Linked DNA regions of Arachis hypogaea: region 1 is linked to region 2. Evidence: chromatin contacts called from public Hi-C data. All regions are on one chromosome and are shown on one strand. The core of a region is the stretch at or near the end of the contact, and the rest is flanking DNA. Distances in the headings are between cores, read along the strand shown. Region 1 has its middle 9.3 kb from the start of LOC112781913. Region 2 holds the start of LOC112777093 (dormancy-associated protein homolog 3).

Region 1 (6,797 bases), core at 4,039-6,538, 58 kb before region 2:
GACCGCGTCGACCCATCTAAGCGCCATCCGCGCGAACGCGTACCCCACGCGTCTGCGTCGCTTGCGCCGCATAGCTTAACCTAATCTGCCAAAATATCTTATCTTTCTCTTCCCCAAATCCTATTTTTTTTTCTTTTCCCTCCTTATTTCTTATTTCTTCCTTCTTCCTTCTTTCTCACTCTCTACTTTTTCTCTCTCTCACCACCATTAACAAGGTTTTTCTTTTCTTCATCCCTCCTTACTTTTCTATTCTTCTTCTTTTTATGTTATCTTTTTCTTTTCTTTTTCCTTGCATTATCCATGTTTTCTTTTTTCTTTATTTTTCTTTTAATTGGTGTTGGAAATTTATTTGGGTCACTATTCTTTCCTATGATTTTCTTGTGAATTATTCAAGAATTGTTTGACAATTATATATTACTTTTTAAAAGGGTTGCTTGCATGTTCAATTTAATACTTTCAATACCTTATTTACCATGCATGCTATGTGTTTGTGAAAATGCCCGTATGGCATTGTGCACTCTTTTTAGATTTCTTTTATTCTACTACTCTAAATGCTTGCTTTTCACAAAACCCCTTTTTATATTTTATTAATTTAATATAATTGTTGTTACAAACAGGTTATTAGTTTGAAAGGCTTGGTAATCTCACTGGGACATTAAATGCTTGATCTATACTACTCATGCCTTTGTCTGCATGCCAATAAACACCTTGCATTTATTTGTCATCATATGCACCTGATATATTTTCCATTTATGATTTTTCACATGTAGTCATGACCATGTGTTAACTCCATTCATCTTTTAATGTGCATTGATTACCACCTTACCCACCCTCTTCCTTGCTCTATCCCATGATATTTTGACAAACTTTCTCTTTTCTTTCTTTTAGGATGGCCACCAAGAAAGGCACGGAGAAAGCTACTCCCAAACCACCAGCAAGAAGAGGAACAAAGAGAGTATTAGTGGCAGAGCCATCTTCAACTGCAGTAACGCCCTCAACAAAAAGAATCAAGAGGATTATAAAGGTTGATGAAAAAGAGAAAGCTTTCCCAGCAAAGGACGCTGCGCGATTTACCAATCGCTACTGTGAGCAGATGTTCCCCATCCTGGCAGAAAGGAGTTACAACAACGAATACCTTCTTATCCTCCCGACCCGTATTGCTGAATTTGTTGAACCGCAAATTGAACGAAGACAGTGGGGTTTCCTACAGAGACAGCCATGGCAGGTTAATCGGCTTCCGCCCTTACCTTGGAGGCTCGCGTATGGGCACAGATTATGTCCCATTACGTATTTCCGAGCACTCATGAGTCCTCCTTCACTACAGACATGGCCGTTCTACTTTGGTGTATCCTTACAGATCAACCTATGAACTTACCAAGACACATCCGGAATGCTATGGGACACGTACAAATCGCGGGCAACTTACCTTTTTCCGCCTTGGTCTCAGATCTTGTCTCAGCAGCCGGAGTCTCCTACAGAGCTGGGGACACCAAAGCCATGCTTCCACGGGATGATCAGTATGTCCCTAACAGGAAATATATCAGACCTCCAGCAGCCACCACAAGCCAGCCTACTGAACTGGCTGAAGACATTCCTCCTTCAACACCACAAGCATCTACAACCAATCAACTGCTCCATCAGATACTTGAAAGGTTGGATCGGTAGGAACACAAAGCAAAGCTAAGAGAGCGCCGTAACAAGCGCCGATTCACATACCTCAAGGAGCTACTTAAGGGAAAATACAGAGACTCATACACCCTGGACTCCACTTCCTTTACCAGCACAGGGAGCCATGACGGTCCCGACTGTGGAGATACTGCTACCAGCCCACCTTTGTTCCTGACAGATGGCACCGAGGACAGTGCAAAGCCTTAAGTGTGGGGAGGTCGGTCAGTACCTGACTTCCGAAGGTAAATTCTCTTCCCTAACACCAATAAAATAGGATATTTAGTTAGTTTTTCTTTTGTAGAATAGGATAAATTGCATAGTAATAGGTTAGTTGCATGCATGTTCTACTTGATTGAAAAGACAATAAGTTTCTTCTAAGACCCTATTTTTAGAACAAAATTTCACTGATTTTAATCTAAGCTTTTATGTTAAATCTGCTTGAAGTTGTATTTGGAACATGGTTTTTGAGCTAAAGAACACACAACCTGTGAGATTTGAGCCTTTATACATGGTTACATTATTTAACCATAATTATTTTATTCTTGTGTGTTTACTTCTCTATGATTGTAATCTATACTTTGTTTCATCCTATATGTCCAATGTTTAATATATCTATATGCTTGCATATGATTGAGGCCATTATTTGTTTAGCTCACTTATCCAAATTAAGCCTACCCCTTAAGTTGCCTTTGTTAGCCACTTTGAGCTTTTAAATCCCATTTGTTCTTTATTTTACCACATTACTAGCCTTAAGCGGAAAAACAATTATGTATCCCAATTGAATCTTTGGTTAGCTTAAGATAGAATTATGTGTTAATTAAGTATGGAAAAATTGTGGGAACAAGAGATAATAAGGGAATGTGTCATGACAATATAATGGGAATTTGGGTGCCTACTCATGTAAAATTATAAAAATTAAAAATCTATGCGCATTGATAAGCTACGTTTATATTTATGTTCAAAAAAAAATAAAAAAAATATTCAATAATCAAATAAGGGGACAAAATTACCCCAATGTTAAGTTAAGAATTCAAAGATCAATGCATGTATGTTAAAATTAAAATAAAAGTTGATACATGAGTAAAGAATGTGAAAAGAAAATTTTGGGTAGCTAAGTGTGAAATTTAAGCTATAAAGAATATATATATGTGTTAGGTGAAAGCTTGGGTTAATTAAAGATTCAATTTATAAGCTTACTTAGCCATATATGTACCCTTACCCATACCTTGGCCCCATTACAACCTTGAAAAGACCTCATGATGTTTGCATTGGTATATTAAATGTTGTTGATTAGTTAGGTGAAGAACAGAAATTAGAAAGCATGATTAGAGAAGGATAGAGTGATTACCCTATACACTAGAGAGATTAGAGCATACATACATCATCAGTAAGGGTTCAATGCTTAAGTTCTATGTTCCCTGCTTTCATGAGCTACCTTCTTGCATTTTTATCTGTTCTTACTGTATAAGAATTGAATTAGTAGAATTTGATCTGTGATTGTCTTGAAGAGCTTATTTACCTTTGACCAAGTGGACAAGAATCATATAGTTGCATTCACATATATAGGTTGCATTGCATTGCATGAGTTCTACATGTTCCTACCCATTTATTTTATCTCCTTCAACTAAGCATGAGGACATGCTAATGACTAAGTGTGGGGAGGTTGATAAACCACTATTTTATGGTTTATATTGTGTTTAATTGTACGGTTTTATCAAATCTTTACCCACTTATTCATATGATAAGCATGCATTTATAATTCCTTCCTAAAAATACTTCATGGTTGAAAACTTGCTTCCTAGAGACTTTTAATTATGTATTTTAATTCTCCTTTATTCCATTCGATACCGTGATCTGTGTGTTAAGTGTTTCAGGCTTTATAGGGCATGAATGAATTGGAGATTGGAAAGGAGGCTTGCAAAAATGGAAAGAATACAAGAAATTGAGGAGATGACCGGTGAGAAGTGACGCGGACGTATGGCTCACGCGACATAGAGGAAGTTGCAGTGACACGGACGCATGGCCCACACGACCGCGCGGATTGGAAACTGCACAAATGATGCGAAGGCGTAGACGACGCGCACGCGTGGCAAGGCAAAACGCCGGATGACGCGAACACGTGAATGATGCGATCGCGTGACATGCGCGATTTGCAGAATTTGCTGGGGGCGATTTTGGGCCCTGTTTTGACCCAATTTTTGGCCCAGAAAAGCAGATTAGAGCCAGGAAACATGCAGAGACCAGAGACAACATTCATTCCGCATAATTTTAGTTTTAGATATGATTTTACTCCTCCTCTAGGTTTTCTCTCTACACATTCATAGTTCTTAGGATGTTGATTTTATTGCTTTTTGGACTGGAATATTGAGAAGAGTTATTACTTCCATCAAGACTTCGTCATTCTAGTTTGTTTCCTTACTTGTCACTTACTCTTCCATGTCCTTTATTTAGTCAGAATTATTATTGGATTATTTTTAGAATTTAATAATACAAGAACTATTTTTATTTTTAATTGATCCTTTTGATTATTATTTATCATGTCTTTCAATATTTCCCTTTCTTATTTCGTGGATTTTACAATCATAATGAGCGAGTAGTTCTACAACTTGATTGGGAGTTGATTGACAGGAGGATCTTAAGTTGGATGCTCAAGAGTAAAATTATAGTTGGGTTTCGCGTTGGGTCGCCCTCTAATCACTGACACTAGTCCTTCCCAAGGGAGAGGATTAGAACTTGTGAATAGAAATTGACTTCCAACTTGCTTAACTTTCCTTTACCTGGTAAAGGATAACTGAGCAGGCAACCTTTAATTATCACTTTTATCTTGAGAGAACTCCATCAAGGATATGGCTTCCAACTAATCTACTCCCGGTCAAGGTCTTTATTTAAATTACATAAATTCTCTAATTTAATTTCCTGTTTATCAACTCAAACCATTTTTAGAAAACATCTGATTAATAAAATAGCACATCTTCCTGCAACTCGTTGGGAGACGACCTGGGATTCATACTCCCAGTATTTTAATTTTAATTTTGTGAAAAACACTTCTAAATTGATAAGCGGATTTTCGGTTGGTTAAGAACTGTACTTGCAACGTATCTCTTATAACAATTTTTTAACTCACCAATTTTCGCCACGTCAAGGCTCTCACTACCGAGCAAGTCTGACAACATCTGACCATGGCTAATATACGGCTGATGCTCCTGCAAACTATCGTCACACGCAGGTACCCCAGTGAAGTAGTCTCCGAAATCGCAACCAGGAATGTCAGCACCCCCTGATCCCCCTACTCCCCCACCGCCACCTCCTCCACTATGACCACCTGAGCCCCCAGCGTCCCCGATCCCATCTCCACCGCTATGACCATCATCGGGTCCCCCGTCATCCCCGTCACCACCTCCTCCTGGACCCGCGTCCCCCCCACCACCACCTCGGGCACGACCTCTGACTCCACCTCGTCCACGAGCCCTCCCAGCTCACCTCCCACGTCCCCTCCCCTCCTCTCCATGACATCTATGGCCTCCTCCAGCCATATCCACTCACGCTGGCTAGATCGAGTACCAACACACTGCCTCCTAGCGACCCTACGATTTTCTAGAACATCAGGTAGCTGGTCCATCTCCGGGCGTCGTCCGGGGACTCGCTCAATCACCTGAGCCGGTATCGCAGCTCTCCTAGGGTCACCTAGGAGGAGCTCTGGCGATAAAAACCTCCTGCCATGCTGATACCACCAATCAAGGTACTCATGAGAAGGTCCTGGATCAGGTACGATATCAAACTGTAGCACGTGCTGCGCCCTATCTGACCAATGCATGTGCCAACTCTGCAAACTCAAAGGAAACCAACGATCTCTGCCCCTCCCATCCTTGGACATTAGAAAATCTATGTTCAGGGTAGCACGTGGCCGACCCTGTACCCCACCAAACTGAGGAAGAACGCGGTCTACCGGATGCCACTCAATAACAGCGAAATAGATCAACGCTGTCGTGGCCCTCCACAAAGTCATATGGCGTGGATCCAAGATCTCGGGATGTACCACCTGCACCACCTCCGCCAAGCTATATAGCATCCAAAGAAACTGCGCATTCAATTCCAAATTGTTAGTCCACATAAAATAAAAAGGATTAAAATACAACATAAACATGAAAATACTCACATCCCCCAGCTGGAGCAAATCAATCCTCAGCCTCCAATTCGCGACACGAGGCCCTTTGTTGCTCAAGCTCGGCTGATAACCTCCCCATCTGAAAATCACAACATTTAGTTAACCATAATTATAGATGCTAAATAAATGGAAAATAGTTCGCATGACTAAATGGAGACTACCTCCAGGCCAACGGCCAATGGAAAACATCATATCCGTCCGGCCGAAATCCAGGGAACCTCCAAAAGATCCACGACTGGAGGAGCTGCAATGGACCAGCCAACTTGACGACATTTCTGTTCGCCACACGGCACATGCACCTATATAGCCATGACAACGCAGCGGAACCCCAACTGTACTGACCCATGTCCTCCAACCTAGCCACATACGGCAGCCATCGGATGTGAAGGCAGGTACCTGACTTGTCCCCAAACAGCTGTGTCGATAGGAGCATCATGATGTATGCACGGGCATACCTCCTAACCGTCTCGTCATCTGCCCCTTGTGAAAGATCACTAAACGTCTCCTCAAACCATGTGCACTTCACTATGAACTTGTCGATGCAGTTCGCAGGAGGCAACACCCCGAGCAGCTCCTCAAACCACACCCATGGTGGTCGGCTGCCCTCTATAAACCGCGAAAAGTCTGTCAGGCAGCCGCTAACATACTGACCGTCGATCGGGAGACCAAGGTGGTACGCTACATCCTGTAGGGTTATGGTGCACTCCCCAAACGGCATGTGAAATGTATGTGTCTCAGGGCGCCATCTCTCTATGAAGGCGCTGACCAACGGTTTGTCCAACCTAAACCAACTCTCGTTCAATCTTGCAAGATGGTACAGACCAGCCATCTGCAAGTAAAGAACGATCCTATCATCCAACCTCATACCATGCTGCCGTTTCATGCTGCTGATGCATCGATGGGGCTGCATAACAATAGAACATAACTTCTCACATTCGTCAAAGCAAAAAGCTCTCAATGAATC
Region 2 (7,119 bases), core at 4,163-6,662:
GTCGAATCGAACGCATTACAATTAACAAACTTACTAAACCTATCTGATTCAACTTCATCAAAAGAATCATCTTTATTTTCTAATAACTGCGAATTATTTAAATAATTTTGTAATGTTACCAGGTAGTTAGAAACTCCCTCAACCTGGTCCATGGAGCAGTCCCTTCCAAGTCTTCAAGAGAGGCAATCCCAACCAGTTGGTTCACAATCCACCTCTGGATAACGCAACTTCACTGTAAGGCCTTCCGAAGACAACTAGCACCCTTCACAATTATAAGGACTCAGTGATCGATCAACATCTAAGGGCCTTAACTTACGATTATAAACCTTGAAATCGACATGCATTTGTTCGACGTATAAATTCGAATCTGCCTTGACGGTTTCAGGTTTACCCTCATTAGTCCATAAAAGCACACTTTGATGCACTGTAGAAGGTACAGCTCCTACACCATGTATCCAATCTCATCCCAACAAATCATTATAACTTGCTCTCGAAGGAACCACCACAAAGACAGTATTACGCTCAGAGGAGCTAACTTTTACAATTAGAGTTACCAACCCCCTTGCTGGAGTCGAAGCCCCACTAAAATCTGTCACAGCAATGTTTGTAGGGACTAAATGATCAGGATGCTTTCCTACTTTAATTAACATCCTTTTTGGCAACAAACTGATTGCAGTGCCACCATCAATCAAAACCTTAATTCACCTTTATCTCACTTAAAGTAGTTGTTATATAAAGTGGGCAAAGGTGAGACATCTGCCTCTCAATAGGCCGTAAGAAGTAACCTGACTCATCCTCTATCCGAATGAAGGAAAAAGCTTCCTCATCCTCCAAATCATAATCTGCCTAAGGATCTCCTTCATACTCCCCCAAATATTCAGTGGGAATGATCGATATTGTCCCAACCATGTCATCATCGCCCTCATCGAAATATTCCTCATCCACATCAACATCTTTGTTTTTATCAATTCCAGAAGATTGGGCTACTGCCTTGCCCTTTTCCATCTTCGCAGGTGATGGAATTTCTTTAGGGTAAGTTTCTCCATCAGAAGGAAAAACGATTCTAGAATGCACAAAAGGCGTTGCCCCCTTGCTTAGTTCCTTGCCAGTCTTAATCAAAGGTTTCTTGTTCTGATTGAAACCTCTCATTCCTCCTCTTCCTCGTGGATAACTCCTGGCACGACCTCGATAGTAGGAATATTGATTCCGAGAGGGCGCTCGATGCCCCCACTGTGGATTACGTCCATTACAAATGATCACGTCTCTGGAACTCCTGCCAATTCCTAATCCACTGAACACCTATAGCCTGAGAACGGCTTAAAGGTGTAGATACATTCTCTTGAGGAGTCTTCGAACTAGAGCCCTTCATACGCCTGATTGGCTGCCTCTGGCGCGCCTGCTCTTTCCTATGAGCCAACTCATTCTTCATCCTTTCTTTTTCAAAGATTGCTGCTGCTTCAGCATCGAAAACAGCATTGCACTGCGGACACAGAGATACGTCCCGGTCTTTGATCTTTTGCTGAACAAAGAAGTCCAGCAAACCATCCCTTGTCCTAGGGTATACTGATCTGACCTGTGACTCGAAATCATCAAGAGCCATATCAAAATCGTAGGACATGCCTACCATGTTTACTCCAAAGCAAGGTTCAACATAACTGGCATCAACTTCGAAGGGATCTACATCAACATTCATCTCTTTCTTGCCATCATCGAATTTCAATTGCCCCTCCATTATTGCTTCTTGAATTAAGTCCCTGAAATGGACACAACTGTTAGTCGAATGACTTGTTGCTTGATGAAACTTACAGTAACGCTTTCCTTTTAAATCTTCCACAGAAAGCAAAATTCTACCCTCAGGTAAAATAAATTATTTATCTTTAAGCAACACATAAAAAATCTTATCAGATTTTGAAATATCAAAACTATATTTCTTTCCACTTCTTAGTTTTGATTCATTCGACTTTTCACTGCTTGGCAATTTCTTCAACAAAGAGCAAACATATGGAGGGCATTTCTTAAGTTCGGCCAAACCGACTTTTGTTTCGAAATCGAATTCCTCCTCTGAAGACTCCATTGTCACATAAGCAACCTTTTCTTTTCGCGTAAGAGGTTTACTCTTTGATCTCTGTTCACTCCTATATTTTTCTTTTTCTTTTTTCATGAGTTCAGTCTGCCGAACCTTCTCAGCCAAATGGGCTAAGTCAGGAATATGCACATTAAGCAATTTTCTGCTCATATAGAATCCTAACCCCATAGTTGCTATTTTCACTACCTCACTTTCGGGTAATGATACACAGCATCTACTCCTAGCATTTTTGAAACGTATTAAATAATCATCAATAGTTTCACCATCTTCACGTTTCAAAGCCACTAGATCAGTAACTGCTACATTCATTTCCCCCGATAAAATTGAGCGTGAAAAATAGTTTCTAACTGATTCCATGTTGTGATCGAATTTGGTCTGAGATTCGAGAACCAAGTAAATGCATTCTTCGTCAATGACGAATGAAAAAATTTTATTTTCAGATTTTCATCATTAACTAAATTTCCCATCTCAACCAAATAACGAGCAACATGTTCAGTAGTTGATTCTCCAACTTCACCAACAAATTTTGTAGTTATCTTCAGATTTTTCACCCCTCTTGGCACTTCAGCCATTTGGACCACTTGGGGAAAAGTGGACACAAAATGTGGTTGATTCATAAAACCAACATTCAGACCAACCCGATTTAAAACCTCTTCTAAAATTCTAGTGACTTGATAACGTTCGCCACCACGCAATCTGGCTAAAAAGTCATCAGCATTTTGACCTCGGGGAACCATGTGAGGATTCTCTCGATTTGGAATGTTGTTTTTATTTTGAAAAATATTTTTCATCCCTTCGTTATTTCCCTTGGCATTATGCCTTTCACCTTCATCATAATCAACAATTCGAACAATCCTCTCGACTTGTCTAGCAAGACGCTCGAATCTTGATTCATGATCAGCCATCATGGGATTTAGAATTGTAGTCATTTGCTGAGTCAATAAATTGACCAAGTCATGATGACTTTCCTCCACTTGTTGTCGATATGCCGCCATCGAGTTCACAGCATTCGAAGTAGAGCCCACATTAAAATCACGAGAATACTCGGAATGTTGTTGTGGGTTTTGAACATTATTCACCCCATTTACATTACCAAAGCGGACAGGCGGCACAAAATCACCCACCGGTGGGGTATAACCAGGAGGAAGACCATAAGGAGGCCAACCGGCGGTTAATGGAGGTTGAAATGGTGGCACAGGACCACGTGGACGAATATTACGTCCAAGATTCCCAGTTTGAATAGTCGTAACGACTATACTTTCAGTTTCAATTGCACTTTCCGATCGTGAAGATACGTCGGCTTGTTGCATGGACATTGGTATGCTATCACTGGTGGACGAACCACCATTCACATTTGATAATTCATCAGCCATGTGAATGATCTAACCACTTCGTAATCGCATACACTAAAAATTACTGGAAAGAATATTTATCTGACACACTTCGATTTAAAAATAGTCCCACCGGGAGTGCCAATTTGTTTTGTCGATTTTTAGCAAATCGATGGTGGTTCAATATCTAGTGGTTTGGGAGCGAAACCTACTCCTCTGTGCGAGTACCAGTTTTCTAAAAGTGCATCAAAGCGCCTTCGATTAGACGAATAATAGTATAAAAGTAAATTAAAAACTCGTAAAGCAATAAAAGAAATGAATAAGTAAGGTTTTCAAAATGATAATATACTGAAATAAGAAAAGGTTGAGTTGAAGTTAAAAGAAAACACTAAAATGTCTTTAATGGAATCAAAGAACTTTAACATAGAAATTTTAAGTACAGAAAGATAAATTGGATAATGAAAATAGGAAACGCTTGGAATAATAAAATTACTTGAAATGTGAAATTTACAGAAAAGTAAATTAAAAGATAAAGAAGATGGAAGAAACCCTACAGAAAAGTTAACTCGATTGCAGACTCAGGAATTCACTAGGATGTGAGTGTGCTTGAATATTTTTTCTGAGTAAAAGTTCCAACCCTTATTCACTAATACTTCTTAGTATTTATAGGCTAATCTTACATAACTAACAATTAATTTACAATTAATTATAATTAAATACGAAATTTTAAATTTGAAGTGCAATCTCTCTTGGTAACCGTTTCTGCCGCATGATTGTAGATATTCCCCATAATTTCCTCGTGTAATAAAAGTCACTAACTCTCCCACTTCCATGACTATTCGATCAGCACATAATCGAAATCCAAGTCAGCGTCCATTACTTTCAACTTCAAGTTTATGCGTATATCTTCTCAACAAACCATACTTGACTCATTCCAAATCGATCCACTCTTGTCGAAAATATTTTTCGATAAACACGGAGAAAAGGAAAATATACTTATACTATTAAAGCCGTAATAAGACATTTTCTTTAAAAAAAATTGTATTGCAAAATTGTTTGATATAGAATTCCGTACAATATATGAGATATCTATATACATCAACTTTGAAAATAAAAAATATTAAACACTTAAAAGAAAAACTTATATGCATCATAATAATTTTTAAAATAATTATGTTAATTATATAAAAAAATTAATTATTAAATTAATTATTTATATAAAATATATATTAAAAATAAACTAAATAATATATATTTATATATAAATATATATAATAATTAATTTAATAATTAATTTTTAGTATATATATAATATTTTAATTTTTAAAATAAACGAAAAAATGATAACCATGTGATGAAATCTTCATCTTTTTATTATAACAATTTCATTGACCTACATCAGCACAATAAATCATGCAAAAATTACTTATAATGAGTTGGACATTAGAGAAAAATAAAATGTAATAATAGTTCGTAAAGCAAACAAAAATTAAAACAAAACCAAACAAAATTGACCGAAAATTAGTGTATGACTACCTTTGTTGATTTTTTATAAATAAAAAATTAATTTTATTTATTATAAATAAATTTATCAATATTTTAAATTAATAAAACAATAATTTACTCTTTTTACTTTTTTTGTTATTTACCAGAAATAAGAATGAGAGGATGAGAGTTAGTTTAGAGAGTGTGAGGGGACTATAAAGCAAAGCAGTGTTATCTTAGGTAAATAACACAAAAACAAAGGCCATTTTACTCGATTTCGGATAAAAGCCGTGGGCGTTTCGGAACAAACAAATTAGACGAAAGTGGCCCGTCACGTGATGTCCCCGTTCCGCGCACACACAAAGCAACGTCACGTGTCACCCCCTTCCTCTTTAGAATCCCCATATTTTCGGGGGCCCACGTGGTACTCTCTCCTCTCTCAAACCTTATCTCTAGCAGAATCCAGATCCACCATCCACGTCATATCTCCCACCATCCCTCGAACCAACGGCTCAGATCAAATCAGAATCTCATCACCCGCTAGATCTTTAACGCTTCGTATTTACTCCCCTCGTTAAATATCAAACCCCCCAGGCTGCGTTTTCAAATACTCCAGAAACCTGGTAACTGCTTCGTTAGTTACTCTCTCTCCCCTTCACTGGGTTCTAATCAACTACGCTAAGCCTCACACTATGGGCCTCCTAGACCACTTGTGGGACGACACCGTCGCCGGTCCTCCGCCGGACAACGGCCTCGGCAAGCTCCGAAAGCACCACACCTTCGCTTTCAGATCTGCCTCTGGCACCGGCAAGGGTACGCACACAACTGCACATAGATCATAATAATACTATTAACAACAATAATCTAATAGAAATCTGGAGTACTAACAAGCTATAACATGCTTGTTCAAAACAAGCTAAACAAGCATGTTATTAATTATCATGGACCATATAGCATAAACCTTTGCTCGATTTATGCTTTTGACCTTGAAACTTGCAGATCAAGATCTGAATTTTTCACGGTCATCGTCACAAAATTCACAATCACTTAGCCTGATTTTAATTTGCTTGACGTCACGATCCATTGAAGAAGAAATTTTGACGTATATATTATTATTGGAAATGAAAATGAAAATTTATGAGCTATATGGCACACCTAAAGCGTTATATTGACGTTTTATTTGGTTTTGGTTGATGATCAGAATCGGAGACGGGGAACGTGAGGTCGTACGGTGTAGAATCACCGGAGGATCCGGTGAAAGTGACACGTAGTATCATGATCGTGAAACCACCTGGCTACCAGAATCAGAGTGGATCCGCACCGGCTTCTCCCGCCGGTTCTACTCCTCCGGTGTCTCCGTTTTCCGGTAAGGTCGTTATCATATTTGTACTTTTTTATATTGTTGATTTATTTATTATTGGAATACCAAAATAGTTTAGACTTTAGGATAATTCGGTGGTCCGGTGTAACAATTATAAAAAATATTACGTGCAAAATCAGTGGTCTCTATTTACATCTAAATATATGTTTAATTTATTTTTAGTTTTTAACATGTTTAGTTAATTTGATGACATAATTGTAGATTTTAGTATTTTACTAACAAATATCTTAGTTAAAATTACTTATTAGATTCTTTTAAAATTTTATATATTTCCTACACAATAAATATAGTGCTAGTTAAATTCTTCGATGATATTATTAGTATGTTGTGGATTGTATTAATTCCCAAGGCCTTGATTTTCTTAAAACTTTGTTGATGAAGCCGAGTGTGTAACGGGTGTTCTAGAATTGTGTAACGTAAGGGCCACAGGGGTAATATTGTCCTTTTGCGAGGCGCGTCAATAATTTTGTTTATAAAATAAATGGATCGGGTGGTGGTGGTGATATATAAAAAGCTAAAGCTACTACTTACTTAGGAAGGGTGTTTTTGTCTCCTTTTAGCTATGCAGATGGGATATTGAAAAGGACGTACACCATGTGCTTATCTTATCCATGTATAAATGAATGTTAATATTTACATGACTACATATAATTAGCATATTCATTGAATAATTTCCTTTCCATGGACGCAACTTCAGATTTTGTTAGATGTAATTAATTAATATACCCATCTTTATTATATGCTGAAACAAAATTATATATTTCCTTTTTCTGCTAATTAACGTGTAATTTATTCTTAGATTATATATATAACGTGTATATGAATTTGCAGGAGGA

What was found. Hi-C and Micro-C count contacts between places; a contact is called where the count stands out from the background.
Region 1: a Hi-C map of leaf shows a contact between it and region 2, with 1.9 times the contacts expected there. The contact joins the enhancer-like site here to the promoter of LOC112777093 in region 2. A contact is called at or near these places in 2 of 8 Hi-C or Micro-C datasets (both in leaf).

The regions. Positions count from the first base shown.
Region 1 is chr19:38,434,497-38,441,293 of arahy.Tifrunner.gnm2.J5K5, reverse strand. No RefSeq gene overlaps it. Among protein-coding and RNA genes, the nearest start is that of LOC112781913, 9.3 kb to the left of the region's middle. Within about 2 kb of position 5,288, at least 1 of the 3 cell types and tissues checked has open chromatin away from gene starts, as enhancers often do.
Region 2 is chr19:38,376,166-38,383,284 of arahy.Tifrunner.gnm2.J5K5, reverse strand. It overlaps LOC112777093 (dormancy-associated protein homolog 3), which reads left to right and starts at 5,412. Exons shown (of 3, transcript XM_025821377.3): 1 at 5,412-5,715; 2 at 6,104-6,268; 3 at 7,115-7,119. The coding sequence starts at 5,595.